Linked DNA regions of Mus musculus: all the other regions are linked to region 1. Evidence: chromatin contacts called from public promoter capture Hi-C data. All regions are on one chromosome and are shown on one strand. The core of a region is the stretch at or near the end of the contact, and the rest is flanking DNA. Distances in the headings are between cores, read along the strand shown.

What was found. Promoter capture Hi-C pulls out the DNA fragments that hold promoters and counts their contacts. Capture Hi-C pulls out chosen DNA fragments and counts their contacts.
Region 2: a contact with region 1 is called in a promoter capture Hi-C map of adipose tissue. The contact joins the promoter of Clec4a4 here to the promoter of Foxj2 in region 1. A contact is called at or near these places in 1 of 115 datasets of contacts at active chromatin or transcription factors (bone marrow-derived macrophages) and 2 of 9 other capture datasets (adipose tissue and liver).
Region 3: a contact with region 1 is called in a promoter capture Hi-C map of embryonic stem cells, with 21 read pairs. The contact joins the enhancer-like site here to the promoter of Foxj2 in region 1. A contact is called at or near these places in 11 of 39 promoter capture datasets (the 3T3-L1 cell line, the HPC-7 cell line, cranial neural crest and 4 more), 1 of 15 datasets of contacts at CTCF or cohesin (embryonic stem cells), 15 of 484 Hi-C or Micro-C datasets (the N1E-115 cell line, bone marrow-derived macrophages, cerebellar granule neurons and 4 more), 31 of 115 datasets of contacts at active chromatin or transcription factors (the SCID.adh cell line, astrocytes, bone marrow-derived macrophages and 16 more) and 4 of 9 other capture datasets (adipose tissue, embryonic stem cells, liver and 1 more).

Annotation. Positions count from the first base shown.
Region 1 is chr6:122,818,734-122,821,878 of GRCm38.p6, forward strand. It overlaps Foxj2 (forkhead box J2), which reads left to right and starts at 1,451. Exons shown (of 11, transcript NM_021899.3): 1 at 1,451-2,237.
Region 2 is chr6:122,988,717-122,991,861 of GRCm38.p6, forward strand. Clec4a4 (C-type lectin domain family 4, member a4) reads left to right here and starts at 1,651. Exons shown (of 6, transcript NM_001005860.2): 1 at 1,651-1,732; 2 at 3,044-3,145. The coding sequence starts at 1,651.
Region 3 is chr6:122,661,534-122,664,678 of GRCm38.p6, forward strand. No RefSeq gene overlaps it. Among named protein-coding and RNA genes, the nearest start is that of Dppa3, 37 kb to the left of the region's middle. RefSeq lists an enhancer at 52-2,902 and a cis regulatory region at 389-3,145. Within about 2 kb of position 1,483, at least 16 of the 459 cell types and tissues checked have an H3K27ac peak or open chromatin away from gene starts, as enhancers often do. A contact at or near this core is called in the N1E-115 cell line and embryonic stem cells, where this site is marked.

The DNA of each region.
Region 1 (3,145 bases), core at 201-2,700:
AACACTACGAATTGCATAATGGTGCGAATTACATGAACTCAGACACAAACAATATCTTCAAGCTGTAGTTACACTCTAAAGGCCTGATACTGCTGCATGGAATTGCCAGTAAGAATCAAGTGTGATAACACACGGAGAGTGTGAAGCCTTAATGCAGACGTTGTATGTGTAATGTGGTTATATGTACAAGAATGTAAGTAAATGGCAGTAGGCATATATTTAGCCAGAAGACAAATGACATCTCTTTCTACAGGGAGTCATCAAACTGTCATCTTTTTGAGCAATTCAAATATCAAGTGAACAATTTCTTTTGTCTTATCATTTTATAATAGAACACAATTGGAGAAAAGTAAGCCAGAGGGTGATATACCTAAGAGTTTGTACTGGAATAGCATGACTGGGGAGGTAAGAGATGGGCTAACCTGGTTCTATTTCCTGTCCCAGGATGGAGATTATTCTGTAAGAAGTAGAGGGATGTGCTGAGAGCCCATTCTATCTCCCTGTGGCACTCAGGATAACATAGTCTATAGAAATGTCACTTGACTTTAGCACAAAGGTAAAAAAAAATGACATTTTATAAGGGAAATGAATAATCATGCTTTGAACCCTTTGTGTACTAGACCATTTTAAAAAGCAACTCGTAAATCATTTCCTTTGGTGACTGCGACATCCATATTAGTAGGCAGGCCAGAGTATCATAGTCCCTTCTTCACAGGCTATGCTTCCAGAAACTAGGGCCTTGCACAAGTTTGCAGAGCCGAAACTAACACAAGACCCCATTTCCCGATGCTCATTTCTCTATAACAGACTCATTTATCTTTTTATACATCCTCGATCCAATCTTTCACTGACCTCCAGGATAAGAGTAAACTTTAACTTCACGCCCGGCCCTATAACCCTTTATAAGCTGTCTGGAAGAGAAAGAGAGGAGCCATCAAATGCGTTTCTGAGAAAACTGGGAATACTTGTCTTAGGCGTAGACCACAGCACAATGAGAGGTGTGTGTGGCCCTTAGCGTGGACGCTGGCATCGCCAGTGCCCGGGACGGAGGGTCGGCGACCCGTGGGCTGCGGGGCTCCGCGCTCCTCCTTAACCCGCGCCGGGAGGCGGCGGCCGCGGCGGCGGGAGGGGGAGGGGCGCGGAGCGCGGCGCCGAGGCCGGGGAGGAGCCGGGGCCTGCAGCGGAGCTGAGCCGAGCCCGAGCCGAGCCCCGACGCGCTCCGTCCGCCTGCCGGCTCCTGGCTGCCCCGACCGGTCGGAGCCTCAGAGGTGGCAGCGCGGGGAGCCCCACGCTCCGGGAAGCGCGGCGGACGGGGGACGTGACCCGGGAGGCGCTGCCGCCCGGCAGCGGGTGACGGGAGCCCGGACCGCGGCCTCCGGGACCCTGCTGTCCAGGCCGGCCGGCCAGGCGGGCGGGAGCCGGAGTGCGAGGACCCCACCCTCGGGACACCCTGTGCCGGGACCTGCTCCCTCTCCCTTGGGAGGGAGGACCCTCCCTACTCCCCGGACAGCCAGAAGAGATCGCCGCAGGGCACGCGGCTGTCCCTCCCACGGTGGCTCCAGCGGAGACCCCCAGAAGTCGGGAAGGGTAGTGAGACCTGAAGGACCCGGAGTGAGACCTCCCTCACGCCTCAGCGCACTCCAGACAGTTTGGGACTTTTGAGGCAGAGAGAAAGGGAGCCATGCCTGTGGAGTAGGCACCCCGCATCCCACCCGGGACTCACCGCGGAGAGGCGTCCTGATACGCACAAGCCAGGACCCTCCAGGGAACCGCCAGGAATTGGTTCCAGTTTGCTGGAGAGTAGAAGACCTCGCCCCTCAACTTCCGTGCACCTAGACAGTGGACCGGGGCAGAGCCCCTCCACTCAGATCTCCAACTGACAGAAAGAGCCCTCAGCCCCTGAAAGATCCAGTTTGGGGGGGGAGGGGGATTCCCCCAAAGGGGAGGAGACAACTCCTGGCTGGGAGAGGCTCCTCCCCTCCTCCCTAGGGTAGCAGGCAGGGGGTGGGGGGTGTGCCATCTTCCCCAGGTAGGTCCTCCCTCTCCCCCTCCTCCTCCTTCGACTCCTCTTCCTCAGGGGACTCAGTTCCCTGCTCCAGCCTGGGAGGCTCCGCCAGGCACTGGAAGAGTCACTGAGGATGCCACCTGTCACCTGCCTCTGAAGAGGGGAATCCCTGCAACCTCAAACTTCTGTACCAGGTGGTTTCCTCCAGCGGCGGGGGGAGCCTTGGAGACAGGTTAGTGCTTTCCGTTCTGTAGTCTTTAGACACCAGGAGGTGTGGGGAGCGGAAATGGTGGAGCTTAGGGTTCATTCGAAGGGAAGAAGAAAGACCCCTGGGAAATGTCTTCCGATGGAACTTTTGCACTGGAACCCACATGTTGCTTCAGAGACTCTGAGAAATGGCCTTTTAAGATTTTGGAGTCCAAAGGGTTGGGTCATTTGCAGCCCCTAGAGAAGTTGATGCTTTGGACTGAGAACAGACAACAGGTGCGTTTTCAGGACGCCATGGTGTTAGTAACTCAGGACACAGCACAGTCAGAATCCCACAGCACTGTCCATCTTTGGGTCTTGTCCTCTGGTGACTGGACCTGCAGTAAATGACCTGCAGTCGTGGGGGCATTTTATGGATTGTATTGTATCGTCCAGGGCATGCCTAAGTCAGTTTAATATTCAACAGACGTCTTCTTTCCAGTCTATTACAATGACTGCTTGCCTGACTGGCGACAGGTCCCCGCCCACTCTGTCTTGGATACCAGGAGGGAGGCCCCTTTTGACAACCCTACTTCAGGCTGGATATCTGCCTCTCTGTGTAAAATCCAAAGGGAAATGCGAATGCACATGTCCTGGAATGAGAAGGAACTGTCAGGGCAATGCACCTTGGTGGGCTGGAGTCTTCCTAGATACCAAATCTGCCTTAGTCCCCTCATGTGTCCTGCCATTCGCTGGAAAAATCAGCTGAATGGAGGAAGAGAAGAAGGTGCTTCCTAGCTTCCTTCCACCCGTCCCTCTATCTTCATGAGCTGTCCACCAGGGAGGTCTGACCTCTGAGGAGTTTATTTTAGAGTTTCCTCCAGGAAAACACCTACTGGTCTCATCATCTCTCTTCTTGCTTTTTCGTTTAGTTCTGGGTCCCAGGAACCTTGT
Region 2 (3,145 bases), core at 401-2,900, 170 kb after region 1:
TTAGGATTAAGAGAGACACAAGAAGAGAACAATGTCCTCCCACAAGCTACTATCCAGAGCTGTTTCAGGAGCTCTAGATGTGACCAATATCAAAGTGAGTGGAGAGTCCCCATGCAGGTAGTTATGTACCTGTGGCAGGAGGCAGAGTGTTCAGAGGATCAGCTTCAGAAGAAACAGGATATGAGCTTTGCCTTCCCAATACTGTAGGCAGCTGAGAGAAAAGTGGGATCCCACACAATGGTGAGGTGTCGCAGACCCTCTGATCCCTATGTCTGCGTGGAACGGGTCTCTAGTCGCAGGTGGGCAAAGCATTGGATGATATGACAGACAGATGTACACAGGAGAGGTTGTGTAGAATCTGAATGTATTTGTCAGGTTGAGCATCAAACTTTTTATAGTACAGAAAATACAAGGGTCGGAAGTCACAGCAGGCAAGGTACATTGAAGTTACCAGGTACAAAACAAAGGAATGACTTTAAAAGGATTTACAGGAACCAGGTAAATGTTTACAGTAAAGATAAAGCAGTCCTGTCTAGGGTCAGCTTAGTGACAGGCAAGGATTTTACACTTTAGTGTTATACCTGTGAACCTTGTGAAGGCTAGCACCAGGGGGTTCTGCTCTTGGCAGACCTCAAGAATAATGTAATATCACAACCCACCTAATTTCCTAGGCCTTGCTAAATTCTTATATGAGTGTAACTTTTAAGTATCTGGAGAATCTCCAGTTGTCAGGAGAATATACCAACTTGCTTTTAATATTCAATGTAGCCTTACTGAAGATTTCTATCTTGGAGAGATTCTCTGGCTCTTTCTGCAGACCAGTTGAGCCACTGGCTCTGTCTATTGTAATGCTTAATTAGTTACTGAATAGGCTAACTTCCTTACTGCCTTCTCACAGGATTTTAAGCTCTGGCCGCTTCTGGGATCTTGGAACACTGGGGAGACTAACTATAACATAATTTAATCTTAAAAGGTATTTATAATAAAATATTAAAAGAGAGCTCATAGATCCATACACCAGACTAACGCAGGAATAGAGTATATGGATAAACTCCAGGAGGTGAGCTTCCTTGAAACTCTCTGCCTTGTGAGTGGCTTTTAGGCTTCACAGTCTGTCAAGCTGACTCGACTGAAGTGCGTGGCAGTGAGGGACAACGATCCTCTAGAATGTGATATCACAATTTGTTTCTTCAGTCAAAATCAATGTCATGTCTTAAGTGTTTGCCCATTTTGTCTGGTTTTCCTTAAAAAAAAGGAAAACTGGTTTGCATATAGAACTGCGCGAGTTTATGTTTGCTGTGTCTTAGGATAGAGTTCTCTAATAGCATGGTTCCTCTTTTCTTCTCCTTCCTATTTCTTTTCTTCCCCCTTTGAGTTCCCACTTTGCAGTCCTTGCATACCTCGCTGAGTGGGTTTGAGGGCTACAATTCTTATTTTCTTGTATTAAGAGGTTGGATTTCCCCTGTGTGACCTGAGTGATTCCGTGCTGTGGTTTCTTGTTCTCATGTGGTTTAACCTAGTGAGACATGCCTCTTCTTTCATACAATTGTGTGACATGACAACCTGTTGCTGCAATTGGTTCTCACATACTACAGAGCCTTAGAGAGAGAATGAGTTGTGCTTTCTGAGGGAGGCAGGTCTTTTCTTGAAATGGCTTCAGAAATCACTTATGCAGAAGTGAGGATCACGAATGAATCCGACTCCTTGGACACCTACTCAAAATGTCCTGCAGGTAAAACAAAACAAAAGGAAACAAAACCACCTTTCTGTACTTATGTAGACTGGAGGATAAAGGAATGGCCACTAGCAAAGTTAGGTGGTATTTGTGAATGATTCTTTGAGCGCTCCCATCTGGTATTTTACTGGAGTCTTAGTTGTTTAAACTATTTGTAGATCAACTTGAAGAGCTGGACAGTTTTATAGTGGGAAGGAAAAGCTTTCTCAGAATGTTTTTTGCTCTTGCCATTTACAGAAACTAAACCTTGAATCTTGCTGCATTTACTGCTCTATACAAATGAGCATAAATACATTTTTTTTCTGAAAATGAAGTCATATTGTTTAATAGTGATCTCTACCTTCTATGTTTGACAGTATTTTGTAACTTCATGAAAACTGTTTCTGTGTTGAGATTTTATCTTGAAGGAACTTTTTCATTTATACTATAGATCACAGAAGAACCTCTCACTTGATGGCTAGTTGCTGTGCCACTAAATTGTACCTTCCTCCATGAAGTTTCCAGCCATGTGGTGGTGGCTAGCAGACAGACATTATGCTAAAGTGATGGACTATGAATAGAAATATTTATCTGTTATTGTATATGTGTCTTTAATATTTTGGCAGTTTGGAAGTTATTTATGTATACAGTGCTGAATCTATAATAAAGAACACTAAGAAAACATAGTGAAATGAAAATGTATTTACAATACTAATGTAAAGAAAAGTTGTAGGCCAGGTGGCACTATTTATGTTGGGTCATCATGCAGGAAAACACTTTATATGCACATACTTTAAGATTTACTGCAAGGGCCAGGATTGGCCTAATTCCAGCACTGAGGAGGCAGAGGCAGGAGGATCACTGAAGATTTGAGCCCAGTCTGGTCTACATAATGAGTTGCAGACCATCCAGTACTACACAGTGAGATCCTACCTCATTACACTTCCCTTCACACACACACACACACACACACACACACACACACACACACACACACACACACCTCCATGAAAGGCTATGAACCAAGTATTTTCATATATATATATATATATATATATATATATATATATATATATATATATATGTACATATATATACATATATACACATATATATGTATATACACACACATATATATTTTTCAGATCTCAAAATATTAATATCAGTTATTTCAACAGTGTAAGTTTGTGCTTTTATTTTTCTGTTACTTGAAATGTTCATACTATTAGTAAATTATGTATCCTAGACAAAATGGGAAAAAAGAAGTGTGGAAAAGAAGAAACAAGGATGGACTTATTTCTCATGAAATGAATGTGCTTCTCCTTCTAGCTCCCAGAGAGAAACCTATCCGTGATCTAAGAAAGCCTGGTTCCCCCTCACTGCTTCTTACATCCCTGATGCTACTTCTCCTGCTGCTGGCAATCACATTCT
Region 3 (3,145 bases), core at 233-2,732, 160 kb before region 1:
GAGACTGTGACAGCCTGGACACACATCGCAGCGGCCTCCCCCGTCCTTAGGAGAAAGAGAACACATTCCACAGAGACAAAGAGAAAAGAAGGGCAGAGAGCCCTGGGTCCAGCCCCTCTCAGGCTGCTCCACCTTCACCCTCCCAGTTTACACAAGACACAAACATCCTGGGTTTAGATACCAGCAAGACGTCTATGAATAAAAGCATTTGCCACAACCATCTAAGTTCAATTCTCTCTTTAACATTTTTTTAAAAAAATTATGTATATTAGTTTTTTGCCTGCATGTGTGTCTAGGTCAGGATTTGGAGTTATAGACAGTTGTAAATTAGCATGTAGGTGCTGGGATTTGAACCCAGGAAGGACAGCCAGTGCTCTTATCCACTGAGCCATCTCTCCAACCCTTTACGGTCAATGATCAGAACCCATGTGTCCTAGTTAGGTTTCTACTGTTGTGACAGACACTGTGACCAAGAACACCATTCGTAGGGAAGGGTTATTTCGTTTTACAACCTTCGGGTCACACCCCCATTACTGAGGGAGGTCGAGGCAGGAAGCTGGAGCAAAAGCTGTGCCGCAGAGAAGCACTGCTTACAGACTCCTCCTGGCTGGCTTGCTCAGTTTGACTTCTTATAAACCCCAGGACCGTCCACCTACCCAAGAAATAGTGTGGGCACAATGGGCTGGACCCTTCCACATCAACCATCAATGAAGAAAATGCCTCACAGGCTTGCCTACAGGCTGGTCTGAGGCGGCATTTTCTCAAATGGGGTTCGTCCTTCCTAGATGACTCTAGTTCTCATCAAGTTAAAAAACTAACCCGATCAACCTGTAGAAAGCCAGATATAGTGGTAGATATCTGTAATCCCAGCACTCATACCGCAGGATGGAAGGTGGAAGGCCAAAGAGGCTCACAGGCTGCCAGCCTCGAACACACAGCACCTCAGAAACCAGAGAGACCCTGCCTCAACATGTGGAAAGGGAGAACTGACTCCTGAACATAGTTCTCTGGCCTCAGCACGTGCGCCGGCACACACAGACACACCCACAACAATAATAATCAATATATATTAGTTTAAACTTGTAAAACTCCAGTCGTGGGCTAAACTGTCTGGAGCAGGTTCTGTCTCTTACTGTCCAAGATTTCTCAATGCTCGTGGGTCTGGAAGAAAGAGTTCTGCCTACTGTGTTCACGGACAGGTGCCAGCCCAGTGACCCAGAGCAATGTAGGCCCATTCCCTTTCAGTTGTCTCCCGAAACCTAGCACTGCCCTGGGGCTGCCTGCTCAGCACCCTCACCTCTCTCCCCTGGAGCCCATCTCAGTCTGCCAGCGATTCTTTTCAAACAAAGGTTTCTACTGTGGTTTGAATGTGAAACGTCCCCCCACAGGTTCATGTATTTGCAGATCTATGAGTTGCTACAAGAAGGCTGGCCGCTCCCTGGATAGCGATGAATCCTTCAGCCTACTGTCCAGGAAGTGAACCGGCTTCAGACTGAGACCAAAGTGCCACTCCCAAGGTGAACTGGGCAGGAGGCCAAGCGCCTTGTCCGCTCCGCACCACCCACCCATCCCCCTTGCAGCTGGGCCTCTTTGATGCTGCTGCTGAGAGTCTATAGCGGGTGGTGATAAACCGGTGCACCTCGCGGCCTCCCGAATTCAGCTTCTGGAGACAATCCACTCGCTAGAAACAAGGGCGCTTTCCCCAGGAGGTCCCAACTGTCCTTACTCACAGTTCATTCCAAGCCCTAACACAGCCCTAATAAACCAGTCTGCTCTTCACCTCCCAGAAGAGAAAAGGCCTTCCTAGCCCAAGGGTGGGAATGTTAAGGCTGGGGGATAACAGCGCATTTGCTGTGGAGTACTGTTCCTAAAAAGCCGTGGGAAACCTCACACAGATGGGTGACTGGGCTCTCCTAGGTCCCCTCTGCTGGCTTTTTTTCCTCTGACACCTCTGGGTCTTGCAAACCGGGTGCTCCACATATACCGGGGATCCGCTGTGACACCCCCACCACCACCACCTGTGACCGTGTTAGTGACTGAATTTACCTTCCATAGATTTGGAATTAACCGTACAGCTGGCATGGCAGTGTTGGGGCAGACAAGGAGTCGGGGAGATGTGAGATCTTCAAGGTGGATTAGCAAGAGGAAGGTCAGACTTTCAAACTGAGACCTTTCAGCAAGCAACCCTTCAACTGTGAGTTGCTAGTTAGTTAAAAATGAACCCAAAGGGCAACTGGGGCCTTAAAGTGGCCACAAAGCTAAAGGGCAAACTGGCGACAGTAAACATAATTAGCTGACCCTTCCTGGCCCAAAGCTAACACAAACTTAAAGGAAATAAAGTCCGTCGGCAATCTGCTATCTCAAAGGCCCCTCCTGAGTTGGGGCCAGCCTTAACTCCTGCAAAGTTAAGCCCACAGTACTTGAATGCAGTTAATTATTTCTTCCTTTGTTGGCTCGAGGAGACGGAGCACGTTTTTGACCCCCACCCTCACCCCCAGGCTCACATGAGCCCCAGCAGGACAGGTGTCATGTCCTCCTCAGCAAAAGCTTCAATGCAGAGACCGGAGGAAACTGGTTTTCCATCTTCCCGGGCTCTGCAGCCTTGTGCTTCGCGTGTGCTGTTGGAGCGATTTCGTTAAAAGCCCCTTTAGCCTTTCTTCTGGACTCTTTGGGTTTTTTTTGTCTGAGAAGGTGCTGCGGGGGGGGGGGGGCCCTCCCCGATCTTATGTCACCTCACCTGAGGACCCAGTTTGATCATTCAGTAAGGATAGTACTTTTCAAAAAAAAGAAAGAAAGAAAGAAAGAAAGAAAGAAAGAAAGAAAGAAAGAAAGAAAGAAAGAAAGAAAGAAAGAAAAGAATAGTACTTTTCACCATGGGTAAACTTGAACCCAGGTCTGTCTCCATGCTCAGCCTCACGGCTCTTCACTGCCCTGTACAGCCTACACCCCAGCCCGCCCACACATCTGCACCCTTGCCTTGTAAACATCTGGCATAAGAACATCAAATGTTTCATAAACTTGAGTCCAGCTACAGCATCTCAACCTTGAAGGGACAGACACTTAAAGGGTCTTACTGCCCAGATACTTTTAAAAAATTGAGGCTTGCAACCATCCTATCACCAGGAATGAACTGCAGAGTGACTTC